Regions from separate parts of the Anser cygnoides genome. Here region 1 is linked to region 2. Evidence: chromatin contacts called from public Hi-C data. All regions are on one chromosome and are shown on one strand. Each heading gives the region's core, a stretch centred on a gene start, on an enhancer-like site or on the middle of the called end of the contact. The rest is flanking DNA. Distances are from core to core; before and after follow the strand shown.

Region 1 (7,021 bases), core at 3,955-6,454, 180 kb before region 2:
TGAACTTAAAGTAAAAATGAAAAGAAATAAAGCAAGAGAATGTTTTCATTATAGTATATATGAAATGACCAGTACAGCTTCATACTGTGGTGCTTTATTTAGCTTTGTTGATTTGTTGCAGCAGAACACAGTCATCTGGATGCAGACTAAATCTATCTCCTTTGGCCACCAGGAAAGACAACTACAGTATTTAAAAAACATTTTTTAAAACAATGCATGCAATTTCCTGCATTTCCTTGCAGGAAAATCATATGTAATAGAAATTACTGGAATTAAATCTGTAACTGGCATGATGGTTTCAGTTCAAAAGTCTTGAGAACTTTTTTATGCTGTGCAAGTTTCCACCCCCTGAGCTTTACTTCCAATGTGACTCTTCCCTGACAAAATAAATGACCCTACCCATTACGTTTCCCAAAAGTCAGCATATCAAACTGATAAGTATTGTAAGATGACCGTCGAAATCTGAGCCGAACACTGAGCAAACGGCCAGCAACGCCAGTCTTTGAAGCCCTGATCTTACACTACTGGAGCTAAGAGGAGCAAAGCAAGACAAATGAAGAGCCTTCCCAACTAGATCATAGGGAATAATGACAAATGGGACATAATGAACCCAGCATTGGTCTGATGGACAGCAGAACTGCCTCGCCTGTTTGTTCTCAGTGTGTGTACTATACATGATGCTCAGCTGCAGGAGCGTGACCCAAGCCAAAATGAAAGCTTTTGTTTACATTGTCTCAGCACATACTGACAGCAGAGCCAGACATTCCCGGAAAGCCACAGCTTTTGCTCAGGTGGGGAGTGCTTTGGGAGCACAGGGAGCCCAAGGATGCCACATTGACCCTGTCTGATGCAAGAAGATTTGTAAAACTGCCAGTCCAGGAAGCAAGACTGCTCTGCAAGTCCTTTCTTTCCTGGGCATGGGACTAGGGGAGAGATTTTTTTTTCAAACCTTTAGATTGTTTCTTTCTTGCTCAGGAGGTCAAAACTTCCTCTACTGGGAAGAAAAAAAAAAAAAAAGTAAAAAAAAAAAATAGTAAGTCTTGGTCTGAATAAGTTTTGTTCTAATAAAAATTAGCTCCAGAGCCTGGAAGACCTTTGGTGTCTTTTAGGGCATTTATTTTAAGGAAGAGGAGAAAAAAATTATAGAAAATACAACTCATTTTACAATCCATGAGTGGATTTGTAAACTTCAGGGGATCTTTGCCACATGAAAATGATTGATAATTCGGTAAGCCTAGTTTCTGTGCTGGTTAGTCATAAGACAGTGTAACTCCCATATAACTTTGAACAGGCAGGAAATTTTTTTCTCACTGATCAACAATTGGCAAAGCCAAATTCTTCATTTCACTTTCTATTTTAAATCCCTATTTATTCAATACTTACTAGGAGTCTGACTGGTTACTATAACACAGACCTATAAAGCAGCTTTATATAAAATATGCTATCAAAGAGGACATATCCCTGAAAATAAAATGATTCAATAACTATGTGAAGTCCAACTCTGATATTTAATGAAGTGTAAATCCATAGTGAAAATATTAAATGAAGATCTGGATTGTTCCTTTATAGTTTATCCCCTGCCAACATGGGCTCATTCTTCTTTCTGAGCTACATTAAAGCCAGACAGTGGAGAATGAGAGAAGTGTAAAGTAATAGAATATAAGCATTTAGATAAGGTTATATGAGACAATCAATCAACAAATCAAAATAAAGTCATTTTAACAACTTCCTTGAAGTGACATTAGTAAAAGAGTGTATTGAAGGACACATTGAATAAAAGATTTGAAAAGAATCGTTAGGGTTTCAATTTTCATCTAAATTGCTAGACTCTTTGTCACAACTTGGAGGAGGAGTTTTATTTATAAATGTTTATAGACAGAAGGTAGCACTGTCTCATCTTAGCCCCCAAAGCAATAAAACTGCTAAAGAAGCTAAAGAAAACAAACAAAAAATAAAAATCAAGCGAATAAGAAAAAGTAAGAAAACAAACAAAAACAACAACACAAACTAAGAAATATAATTTGCTGCAATTTCTTTGTCTCTCTTCTCTTCTCCAAGATTAAAATGTTCACTCGGAGCCTGCTGCATTAAATACACAAAGTCTTTGGAAATGCACTTAGATGTAACTGCAAAGCAAATTCTACTTTGGCACCTGGAAAGGAACCTAGAAAGAGCCCTGCTTTCATCAAGTAGAAATGGTTTCTTTAGTAAAAACCTTGCCTCTCTGTAAAGGTACTTCCATTCTTGTAGACATTTGCTCCTTCTAATGCACAGCATCAGATCTAAAGGACCATATCCCTCCTTCTCTGAAAAAGCTGTGTCCTTCTGCCATGGTCTAAGCATCTGCTTATCACCTACCTCCAAGTCTCTTCTTCTACAGCAAGTCTCTACTCCAAATCCCAGTCAGAGTCCTGCCACCAGCACTTTGTCCAGATACAAATGGAAATTTGTCTCCTATCTGTTCTTCCAGCCAAGACTCACAATAATGGTGGGCAGTAAAGTGGAGGTGTCAGTGAAAAGACAAGATTAAATAGGCACAAACTGAATTACAGGAAATTCCTTTTAAACATAAGAAAAAAACTTATTTTATTTTTTAAATATGAGGATTCTCAAACACTGGAGCAGGTTGTCCAGTGAAGATGCAGAGTCTATATCCATGGAGATACTCAAAACCTGACTGGAAACACTACCCTGCAGCAATCCTCACTATTTGACCCTAGTTTGACCAGAGAGGTTTGGGACTAGGTGATCTCAAGAGGTGCCTTCAAACCTCAGCTATGCTGTGGTTCTGTTCAAAAACAGAAGAAACACTGCTGATCCAAAAAGAGAAGAAGCGCCATATAACTGCTGAATAAATATAAGCATACTCCCTACTACTGAATACATTACAAAACTAAAAATGTCTGGGATGATCAAAGAGAGAATAACATGAATCTCCCCTGTACTTTCCCTTTGCAAATTACTGTGGAATTTACTATGATCTGTTTCAGATACATAGATATTTTGTGAAAAGACAGCTAGGTTTTGCATGCATTTCTTGAAACTATTGGTATTTCAACACTGCTACTATGCTCCTAACTAAGAAGCCACACAGCAAGTCAACAGAATGTTTGCTTTTGCATTAATATTTAACTTCTCCTATGAATTAATTGGAAGATTTCTTGATAAATTTTTGGAGTGGTTTATATGTACACAAGGTACAGCCAGCTGCCAGTGTAACCAAGTTAACTGCTTGCCCCTAGTAACTTCTGTGCAAACACACCACAGTCTTCCTCAGTTCAGCCTGATTAATAAGCAAAGACCTGGCTTATTTTCCTCAAGATCATGAAAGCATAATGAGCACTGTATATTCAAAACTGAAAGATTTTTTCTTCAATTAAAGAATGAGATCCTAACATTCTTAGTTCAAGTTAAGTGTGTGTGTGTGTACATATATATACACATGTATATATATATAATATTTTACTACTTCTCAATTTCTCTCACTTTCTCTCCTTTCCATAGTCTCAGAACAAGATTTTCCCTCAAGCAGATTGCACCCATTTAATAAAGTGAAGCAATCAGCTATGGACAAGAGGAAGGACTGGATGGACAAAAGGGTCTGAGTTAATGTTTTCAGTACGGGTTTATTTCATCATTGTCAGGAACACTTCTATTGGCAAACAGAATAATTAAGGATCTAAACCTAACTCTGCTGGTGGCAGATGAATCACACAGCTCCAAGATTCACCCCTGGACACCTGTGCTTCCATTTACATCCATGCACACAGCCTGAAACATTGAATGATCATAGAATCACAGAATCATAAAGGTTGGAAAAGACCTCCAAGACCATCTGGTCTACCTACCACTACTCCCTACCACTACTATCACCCACTAAACCATGTCCCTTAGTACCAGGTCCAACATTTCCTTAAACACACCCAGGGACAGTGACTCCATCACCTCCCTGGGCAACCTGTTCCAATGTCTAACTATTCTTTCTAAGAAGAAATTTCTCCAAATTCCCAATCTAAACCTCCCCTGGTGCAACTTGAGGCCATTCCCTCTTATCCATTGACAAAACAATGAAAAAAAGGTTAGCAGCTTTATGCTATCTAACTTTTTGTGAGTCAATGTAGAATTCATTTCTCTATCATGAGAATTATTGACACACCTGAATGCTGTGTCTGCAGTTGCCAGACAGTGTCAAAAGTTCTCCTTGGATATAGGGACAGAATAAATCTGAAGCATGGAGCTGTTGTGTTGGTCTCCTGCCTTCTATGTGTGAAACACAAAATTATCCCCCCTTTAACTCATAGAATCATACATTGGAAAAGGCCTTCAAGATAACAGGGTTCAATCATAAACCTGATCTGCAAAGACCTATCACTAAATGATGTCACTTAATGCCACATCCACACCTCTTACGTACCTCCAGGGATGCTGACTCCACCTCTTCTCTGGTTAGCCTGTTACAATGGCTAACCACCCTTTCTGTGAAGAAATTCTTTCTGCTATCCAATCTAAACCTTCCCTGCCACAATTTGAGACTGTTTCCTTGCATCCTATCACCTGAGAAAAAGAGACCAAAACTCTCCTTGCTGGTACCGCCTTTCAGGAAGTTATAGAGAGTGATAAGGTCTCTTATCAAGGTCTCTTACAAGCCCAATAACAATTCCCTCAGGTGCTCCTCATATGTCTTGTTTTCTAGTCCTTTCACCAGCTTCATAGCTCTTGGGGTCTGTGAAGACCCCAGTTTGAAGTGTAGTGAAGAAGCCCCAATTTGAAGAGAAAAAACAAACAAACAAACAACAACAACAAAAAAAACAACAAACCATGCAAAATACCAACACAGATTCATGGGAATTGTGAAATTCATTTCTTTAACACAGATTCCTTCCTGCCAGCTCAGATGTTATGGGACGACACTCGACACTAAATTCCCTTCCAGAGCTGAAATTAGCCCCTGTGGTGCACATGGATGAACTGCTTTCTACTTAGTCCAGTCACTTCTTGAGTATGTTTATTGTTTGCTAACAAGTAGAAGAAATGTACCTAAACCCCTTAATCCTCAGAAGTTGTGCCATTATGACTGATGCTGACTTGATTCTCTTCCCTCCAAGTACCAGCTGTAGAATCATTTCCTGACCCTTCAGAATTGTACTACAACATGAAGTCTTGATGTGAAGGGTAGAACAGACTGTTTTTCTTAACTTTCACTATGATTTGTAGATTTCCTTCTCTAAGAAGGAAATAGAAACAGGATGTACACCTGATCAGCACCACATCAGAGACGCAATAACCTACATGCTGTAATCTACAAGAGAACAGGTGCTGATGTCTGTCAGTCCCTGAGGAGAAGGGATTGAAAAAGATCTTCCTCTCCTCACTGCTTCTTGATGTTTTACCTTTCTTTAGTGCTCCATTACAAAAAGTAATGTTGCGTGAACAAGTGCAGCCCTGGCAAATGAGCAGTAACTGTCCCTTGCATTGCTATTACTGAACCATATCGATAGGCAGTTTAATCTTTGATGGAAAGCAATTGCTCAATACTTTCTACTACACTGACCCACAATATAACGTTATTTGGAAGAATTTGTTCCCGTGTTTTTGTAACACTGTAATTGGGTAACATCAGAAGCTGTAAATTCAGTGGTGATGTGAACATAGTGTCTTGAAATGCCTTGAATGTGGAGGTTTTATGTTTGAAAAATCAAAAATATTTCTGGTTCATTACTAAAAATCTGAAAACATAAAAGTGGATGTACTCACATCCTTTTTAGATTACGTTCCCCTGCACTAGACAGAAAAATATCTGTGTTTAAAAGCTTGATCTTGGGAAAATTCAAAATTTCTGAGTCTAGTATAAACTCCTGTTCCACTCATTGGTTCCTGCCTTGACATCCCCCATTGTCCATGATCCTCTTGCAGCACAGCTCCCTTATGGGCACGTTCCTGTCTTCCTCTCATTTGTTTATGCTCCTGCTTTGTTTTTTGTTCTGTAAATGCACCAACTGTCCTTACCAAACTCAGCCTGTGAGACAACTACTGCTAAGCTTATAATGTGGAAAGCTTTCTTGGGTTTCCTTCCGTACCCAGATTAAGCAAAAATTTACCTGCTTCATTTCCAATACGAAATACTTTCCACTATAGGATTGAAAAAGTGCAACAAATGTCCATCAGAAAGACATCAGCAACCAAGATAGTTTTAATACAATCCCTTTATATTCTTTTTGTGCCATTTCAGTCCTGTTATATATGAATTCCTGAGTATTCAGGTGTATTCAGCTGTGGAGTACATGATAGATTTGTCTGCAAATAGGAGCTGGTTAACATTTTCAGAATCAGAATATTTCAGGTATTATAAATCATGTTTGCCTGCTTCTTTTCAGAAAACTACAGAGAAATGGCAAACAGCCACACCATGAGTAAAGCTGTGTATTGTTGTTTTAACTAGATCAAAGCAGTGTCACAAATAGGTTTTTAAAAAATACACACTCTTGTTTGCACACCTATGTAAATCCTTTTCTAGTGATTTAGGTAAAAATAGTCACCTCAGCAAACATTTGGAGGCACCTAAACTTGTCTCAGATACACATGTACTTAAATTACTTCTTTTTATGGAAGAATCATCATACGCCCAAAATCATATTGCATTTCCCTCCTCATCTAATTTTTTTTTAGCAATACATTGCACTGTGGAAATTGATGTTATTAGGGTTCACAATAGCATACGTGCTATTGTATGTAGATTATATGTATCAGAGGATAAAATTCTTAGAACTGTCAAACTTCTTCAACAGCTAATGCTGTCACACCAGTTATTTCTCTTCCACTGCATTAAAAACAGCTTTCATGACAGGACACACAGAAATAAAAAAGAACTGGGAACAGACATTTATAGAGACAACGTACAGAGAAATTTAGAAAACATTACTATGGTGATATTCCCCTTCTACAAGATCCACAGAACACAGGACTGCCTTTCTGCCCATAATATTTTACCAGTTAATTTATGTAGGCACATCTAATCCATTCC
Region 2 (7,466 bases), core at 241-2,740:
AAACAGTCATTTAAACTCACCAGAAGTAAGTTCATTCAATCCTGAAAGAACACATAAGTGTATATTGCAGATGAGGAGTCTTTTTTTTTTCTTTAAGACTATGTCAAATTCAGGATATATTCTATGCTACTGCCAAAGCAACACCAGGAATTAACACCCCTTTAAGCCTATTGTTACTGTAGTGTGATTTTTCTTAATATAAAATGTTATCCCAAATTCAGTGATAGACATCAGAAGATATTATGCCATACAACCTTCCAGCAGCAGAAGCCATTCAAAGTAACCACCCTCCCCAGAACTGTTCAGACAAAGCAAAGGAAGGTAGTACACACAGGTAGGACAACTCTCTCGAAGACAGACCTATTTTCTGTCGTTCTTTTAAGCTTTTTTTATTATTATTTCTAATGACACACACAAACATTATACATCCTCAGGATTTACTCTGAAGTGATGTGTGAATGCTGGTTTAGAATAAGTGCCTTGTCTCAGAAACGTAATGCCCAAACAGACACAGGAGCTTGATCATCTGATTTAATTCTGAAACAAAACTCTGGAAACTCATTTGGCTTTTGGTAAGATCTCTTGAATGGAGATATACTTAAGAGTTTTTGTTGTGGTTTGGTTGCTCCCCCCCCTCCCCCTTTATTTTTTAAATTTCATTTATTTAAGCCTCTTTTCCTTTGGGAAAGGGGATGTTACTCTATAAAAGCAACACTGACCACTTCTTACAGAAGACATAGTTCTCCCCTACAAAAGAACACAACATCCTGCTCCCCACAGTTAACAACTTAAAGCAAAGGATGCTCAAAGCATCCAGAGTCTCTGTGCCAAAGCTTTAAAATGTACCCAAGATGAAAGATAATTAATACCCCCTTTTAACAGTATATGTACACGTGGCAGTGATTCCCAGCCTCCTTGTGCGCCTTTAAAGAATAAAATAAAAGGTCACTAATCTTTTCAAAATATTTTTCTCCTGCAACATTAAGAAAGCTCTTGTTTTGCATTTTGTTTTAAGCAGGCTTATGCATCTTCCAAGAGCAGCCCAATTTTCATGCCACTGATATTCTCAAAATTCTCCCATCCAAGTGATATTTGCATATGCTAAATTCATTCCAGAATATCACGTCCTGACAGCATATAGCTGGAGAACTATTCATTCATCTCTGCAAACTACTCTGGCACCTGCAACATTCTACTTTGATTGCAAAAAAAAGGATAAGAGTTTCACAATTTTGATTGCGGTTTATTTGCTTAACAAAGGGCAGAATCATACCAGAGGGTAGCCCAAATTATTCAGCTTGAACTTTGCTTTGCTTATACTAATATACACTTATTTTGACCTGCAAGGAAGGAGAGGGGAAAGGAAAAGAGAAAGGTTTCTTCTCTTCAGTCACTCTCAAGTGAAACTCTAACGTAGGTATATAAAGCTTCCTTTCCATTTGTATCATCATACTTGTTTCTACTCAACAGTTTTGCGAGCATAATCTGCAGCAGAGGTATGTTTTAACCTCTTTCTGAACAGTTGCACTAGTTGGACCTGGTTTCCATTTCTTATTGCCTTGTGTTTTGCACTGCCATTTACATCAGTGCTAGCTGCTTGCAATACAGTCCATTCAAAGTGCGCCTTGTCTCAAACCTAAAAATAGCTCCGTATTCTCCCTAAGGAAGCACATGAAAAATGAGTTCTCTTGCACAGTTTAGGATTATGTATATAGTCGTTCATCATGGATAGATGTCTACCTGGAACTAGAAGCTTTTCTCTGGAGAGGTCACTGAAGTCAGTCCTTTAGAAGCAGCAAGAATTTTCGTTTCCTTCACCTTCTTAGTGGAACGCCCATGAATCAGCAAAAGGTGCTGGTGGGGACCCTCTCCAATTTTTCCTATTACTGCTATACATTGACAAGTTATAGTGTAGAATCACGCACATGCTTCGTATACAAATGTAGTATTCTTAACTGATTCCTCACAGAAAAAAAAAAAACCAGTATTGCATCTGAACCTGTAACCACTACAACTTTTAACAAGGTAACATCTGCTTGTATATTGATCAGAGCCTGTAACCAAGTTGCCTACAAGATATAGTATAAAGCACTAGGAAACTCAGTTTATTTTTTTCTAGAGAAGAAAAGGGGTTCCAGTCTTAAAGGTCTAATAAGCAGGAAGGCACTTACAGCTCTATGCACATAGTTCCAGATCAAAGTCTGGCATCTTCAAGGTATTTGCTAATATTTTTACAAATAAGAACAAGTCTATCAGATTACCTCCTTCCATCTCAAAGCAATTACTTAAAGAGTTAACAAAAAATTGGGTATACTAGTATTGCTTTTTAGTACAGTATTTTCTTACGCAGCACACTGGTATTCTCCATACAAAAGCCATGATGATAATTAGGTATTGTTACAGACTCATCTATTAAGACCTGTATTTCAAAACATTTTAGAAGTGGTTTTGGATTAATTCTTAGTTGGCAGCTTCCTACCAGCCTGAGTAAAGAGTTGCAGAGCCACAGCTAGAAAAATAAAGTTACAGAGTGCAATGCTGCCATCTGCTGAAAATTGCTTGTCTTAATGGCCTAATAGCTGTTTCCAAAGGCTCGGTTACAGGCTTTTGAGCATTCAAACCTATTTAAATCTATATAATCTAATCAATTTGAGAAAAAGTAACGTATTTTCTGATCAAGCATTTGTGCATGCAGACAAGTTCTACTGCAGTCAAGGACAGCAGCTGTACTTCCCATTAATGGGAGGGCCACCAACACTCATTAAAACTCCACAGATTTCCATGCACTGTGCACAATGCAGCACAGAAGACCTGGGGAAGGTGCCTCCTGTTCACAGCAGGACCCTAAAACTATCATTTTGTGCGTAGTGACAACTCTGGGATAGGAAGGACACCCAAGCCCATGGGTTCCCCTGGATGTGCAGAGAGGAAACCGCTGATCAGGGAGGACACCATCCCCTCCCACAGCCTCAGCAGGTATTCCACCTACCAGGTCTACAACACTTGGGTGCAGCCTTATCAAAAAACTGAAGAGCCCATATTACTGATTTTATTTCCCTGCATCTAGTCGCAGAATAATAAGTTCTTCTCTTCCAAGGGGTAGATGTAAATATATTAAAAAAAAAAGAAAAGAAAAGAAAAAAACACCTAATGCAAAAGATAAAAAGATATGATCTTGGATTTCGGCAAAGATTTTGTTACAGGTGCGGCCTCACCTCAAGTACTGTGTGCAGTTTTGGGCACCACAACACAAAGACATAAAGTCATAAGAGAGCATCCAAAGGAGAACTACATAGCTGGTGAAGGGCCTAGAGAGGAAGACATATGAAAGGCGGCTGAGGTCCCTTGGTGTGTTCAGCCCAGAGCAGAGCAGGCCGAGGGGAGGCCTCATGGCGGCCTGCAGCTCCCTCACGAGGGGAGCGGAGGGGCAGGCGCTGAGCTCTGCTCTCTGGGGACAGCGACAGGACCCGAGGGAACGGCATGGAGCTGGGACAGGGGAGGGTCAGGCTGGGTGTTAGGGAAAGGTTCTGCACCCAGAGGGGGGTCAGGCACTGGGACACACTCCTCAGGGAAGTGGTCACAGCCCCAAGTTCAGGAAGTGTTTGAACAAAGCTCTCAGACACAGGGTTTGATTTTTGGGTGGTCCTTTGGGGACCCAGGAGTTGGACTTGATGATCCTTGTGGGTCCCTTCCAACTTGGGATATTCTCTGATTCTATAAAAATACCACAGTGTCTTATTTACTGTGACCCAGATGAGCAGTGGCAGATGAATTCAGGTACATGTACAGAGTTGTATCCCAGCATGGTCTGTACCACACAAACATCGCCAGTGAAGATGTCTGCAATTCATGCAGTTCTGTTTGATTGACACCTCTTGGAAAAAGTCTTTAGTATTGTTTATCTTCGTACAACACTTAAAAGCATGTGCCAGATATTTTTGTTCCCATTTCACCAGTACAAATCTGAAATAACCTCACTTAACTGAGTTAACATGAACCTCCATTCCTCTCAATGTAAACAAATGGAGGATGTGAGCCTGTACACCAACTTTCAGTCATGCATGGGTTTGCTAGACACAGATGCTTAACAGTACAAGTCTGATTTTCCCATGCCTTGCACTGAAGCAAAAACAGAATTACATTATAACACCACTGCATTAGAATAGTACCTGATACTCATTTCGAGCAGACTGCAAGCAATCTATCAGGGAATACTGAACAGAAGGAATAGGCCTTTTTTATATACAGGATGGCAAACAAATCCAGCAAGTGGTGAATGTTACACAGTCTGCCTCTCTGTTACCATCTCTTAATTTCCAAGAAAAAAAAAAGTTCTTAGGAAAAAAAATCAGCCTCAATCATATCATCTAATTTGGTGCAGCTCCGCAGTAATTATGATGGAATCATGCTGCATCACTTACACTGATAAAAGAAAGTTACCAGAAGATTCCAGAAGCACTCAACTGGACTTAATTCCAAGCATAAACTCCTAAGTGCTCCATTGATGTCTGTCAGTTTGATTACGGGATGAATCAAATACCAAGAAATAGTATCACTGTGTATTTCAAAGTAGTTTTAGCAGTACTGGCAGGGTGGGAGGAACGCATTGCTCAGAGATTAAAACATTTATCCTTAATTCCATTTGCTTATGGGGTGAAGAAAGCCAGATTTTAGGAAAAGATAAATCAAAAAAATACACGTAGTAAGCTGACATTTTGCACCAAATTGATTATTTTATGAACATTAGACTTTAAAGACAAAAACAAGATGGAAAGAGTTTATCAGTAAAGCAAGGCACAAGCAGAACACATGGGAAATATGGTCAACAGCGACGCTAAGCTACAGCAAGCGCTCATGTACTCAGGGTATTCCGTAAATGTCTGCGTGGTAAATATGCAAGAAGAACTTTTGCCAGATCAACATTCATGTTTACGATTCTAAGCCAATGAGATAGTAAAAACATGAGATTTCATTATGCAAGAGACAGAGACTGTGATTTTTTTTTTTAATATATATATTTTTTGTCTGCTGTGCAACAGTCAAGACAAGCTTGGAGTTGCAGCCACCAATGCCCCAGGACAGAGTTTTGTAGGTCTGAAGCCACCTCCAGGTTTATTGCAGACCACCAGCATGGTTAGACCGATGCATGGTAACTTGAACAAGCACTTACTAGGACTTCATAGACCACTAATGGTCCATGAACATCACGGAAACATCTGCCCTATCAAGTCAAATGATCACAGGCAAATCAAGTGCGGGATGCACAGCACACAAGGAACTGCCAACACAGCAACACGGTGCCAAGTTCGCCTACGATTTCAATGGACGGAGTTCCACCAACTGGTATTTTTTTTTTTTTTTCCAAGAAAACATCCCACAGAAGCCGAGCCAGATGGTTAAATGTTGCTACTACTAGTGCTGCTAATACCCCTTCAAGATTATTTATTGAGTAGGACAGCCAGGACCAGCACTTTCATCGCTTGTAATCACTACCAGTTTTTCTCCCAGTTTGTCTGCATCAGTTATAATTTTCTTTCAGGATATGGCTTATTAGTCTCCAACGCGTATTGTTCACATCTACTCTAAGATTATTACTCAGCCAATGCAAGTACAATTGAATTTAGATGTGCTGTTCTTTTTTCAACTGTATCCAAACCACAGCTGTTATTGGAAACTTCTGGTCTAAGTTACTTTCCAAATTGACCCTTAAACCCTCTTTTCTTTCATTGTCCAGCAGTCATTTAGCGGAGTAAGCTAAAGGAATTTTCACCCTATTATCCAACAGATTAGCTTCCAGAGAAAATAAGCAACTTAATAAGTAGAAATATTCCATGTAAAAATTAAGTACAGTCAAGATTTGTATTTCAAACCAGAATTCATTGGAGACATCAAGGAACTACAGTCTTCCAATTATCACACTGCGCAAGGAAGCAATCTTGAAGCAGCAGTTCACCATGGGTCACGTCTGATCAGCACCACTAGCTGTTCTCCTCAACCCATAGCTCCCCAGATGTCACGCCCCAGTGATAACCCTCCCCATTGTGAAAACACTGGTACACATTCAGCCAAGGCAGTCTAAGCTCCAAGAGCAACTAAAGCATGCCCAAGCTAGAGAAATTACTGTGCTAACAGTTCTTTCTGCTATTTGCCTTAATTCGCACCTCACTTGCGCAAGGGTCCTGCAGAGTTCTGAAGATCCCTCTCATTCCAAATGAAGCAAACCGAAACCACACTGCTCAGCCACAGAGCTCAAACACTTCTATCAGCACTACTTTGGCTCTTTTTTGCCTAAACAGAAAGCAGCATCAAATCAAATCATATGCAGAAGCATAGCTTAGGTAGCACTCTATGTATGGAGGAGACTAGCACTGTCCTATGTCAGTAACCAAAGCCATCTATCTACTTAAATACTAAAAAAATGACAGATGAGAAAAACAATTTAGCATAAAGAAGTTCCCTTCATACAGAGTGCAATGCATCTAGCCCGATGGCCATCTCTTTCCAAAGATCTGAAGATTTTAAAAAGTCAAGTCACAGACATTTGTTAGATCATCTACCAAAGGAGCACTATATCCTCCAACCCAGTGGCTGCAGCACAGGAAGGCCCCCCCAAAAAATGAAGCCTGCCAAGTGCAGCAGTCTTCATGTGATGTACTGGTCAGCCTGCACTCAGAGGAGGTGACTGCACCCTCCTGATTTCAGGTGTCACCTCAGAGGATCATGCTCAGTTTTAGCAGCAAATGGTAAATTCATATGTTCCAAACTGCTGCTCTTCTTCCCACCAATTGTCATTTGTGGTTCTACTTCCATTTCCTTTACTATGCATGCTTAAGCAGAGGCCACTCTTTGGCCTGAATTATTTACCCTATAATTTCTGCTTCTGTTTTCAACCAGTATTTACTGCTCCATCATGCCAAAAATCACACATAGTGAATAATGCAGTGGGTCATACTTTAAAGCCCCATGAAATTCCTGGTTTCCTTGCAGCCAGACATAAGCTTGCCATTACTTTGAGCCAAAATTTATCCTCTTATACAGCATGAGGCAAGTTCACTGACATAGTGAAAATGTACCCGTTTGTATTATTCTTTAATACTACATCTGAAAAACAGTCACCAATCTCCATTCCTTGACAGTTTTATCTTCACTTTTGGAGGCATTTAGATGACAAGCTACAGATCGAGTGCATTCAGAAAACCGCAGGAGAACGTTGAGGTGCCCAAACTTCATTTAAGAGGATTTTTATGTCTGACCATTTCACAAGAATTTCGAGCTTTACATTCCTGAAAAGTGAAGCCACCCATACGACCATGCACAGGCAATTTGCACACACAGCTGTGTGCAAGCCATCAGTTTTCACATTTGCCTCATAGCAGCCACGAGCCCCAGCAAGTGAACTCTGCAGTACCAGGCAGCCACACAGCTCTCAGACAGGACAGCATTCTTCAGAGGTGGTTAACGACATG

What was found. Hi-C and Micro-C count contacts between places; a contact is called where the count stands out from the background.
Region 1: a contact with region 2 is called in a Hi-C map of liver, with 2.3 times the contacts expected there. The contact joins two enhancer-like sites. A contact is called at or near these places in 2 of 7 Hi-C or Micro-C datasets (granulosa cells and liver).

The regions. Positions count from the first base shown.
Region 1 is chr3:27,467,379-27,474,399 of Taihu_goose_T2T_genome, reverse strand. No RefSeq gene overlaps it. Among named protein-coding and RNA genes, the nearest start is that of TRNAI-UAU, 190 kb to the right of the region's middle. Within about 2 kb of position 5,204, at least 1 of the 3 cell types and tissues checked has open chromatin away from gene starts, as enhancers often do. A contact at or near this core is called in liver, where this site is marked.
Region 2 is chr3:27,282,870-27,290,335 of Taihu_goose_T2T_genome, reverse strand. No RefSeq gene overlaps it. Among named protein-coding and RNA genes, the nearest start is that of TRNAI-UAU, 9.9 kb to the right of the region's middle. Within about 2 kb of position 1,490, at least 1 of the 3 cell types and tissues checked has open chromatin away from gene starts, as enhancers often do. A contact at or near this core is called in liver, where this site is marked.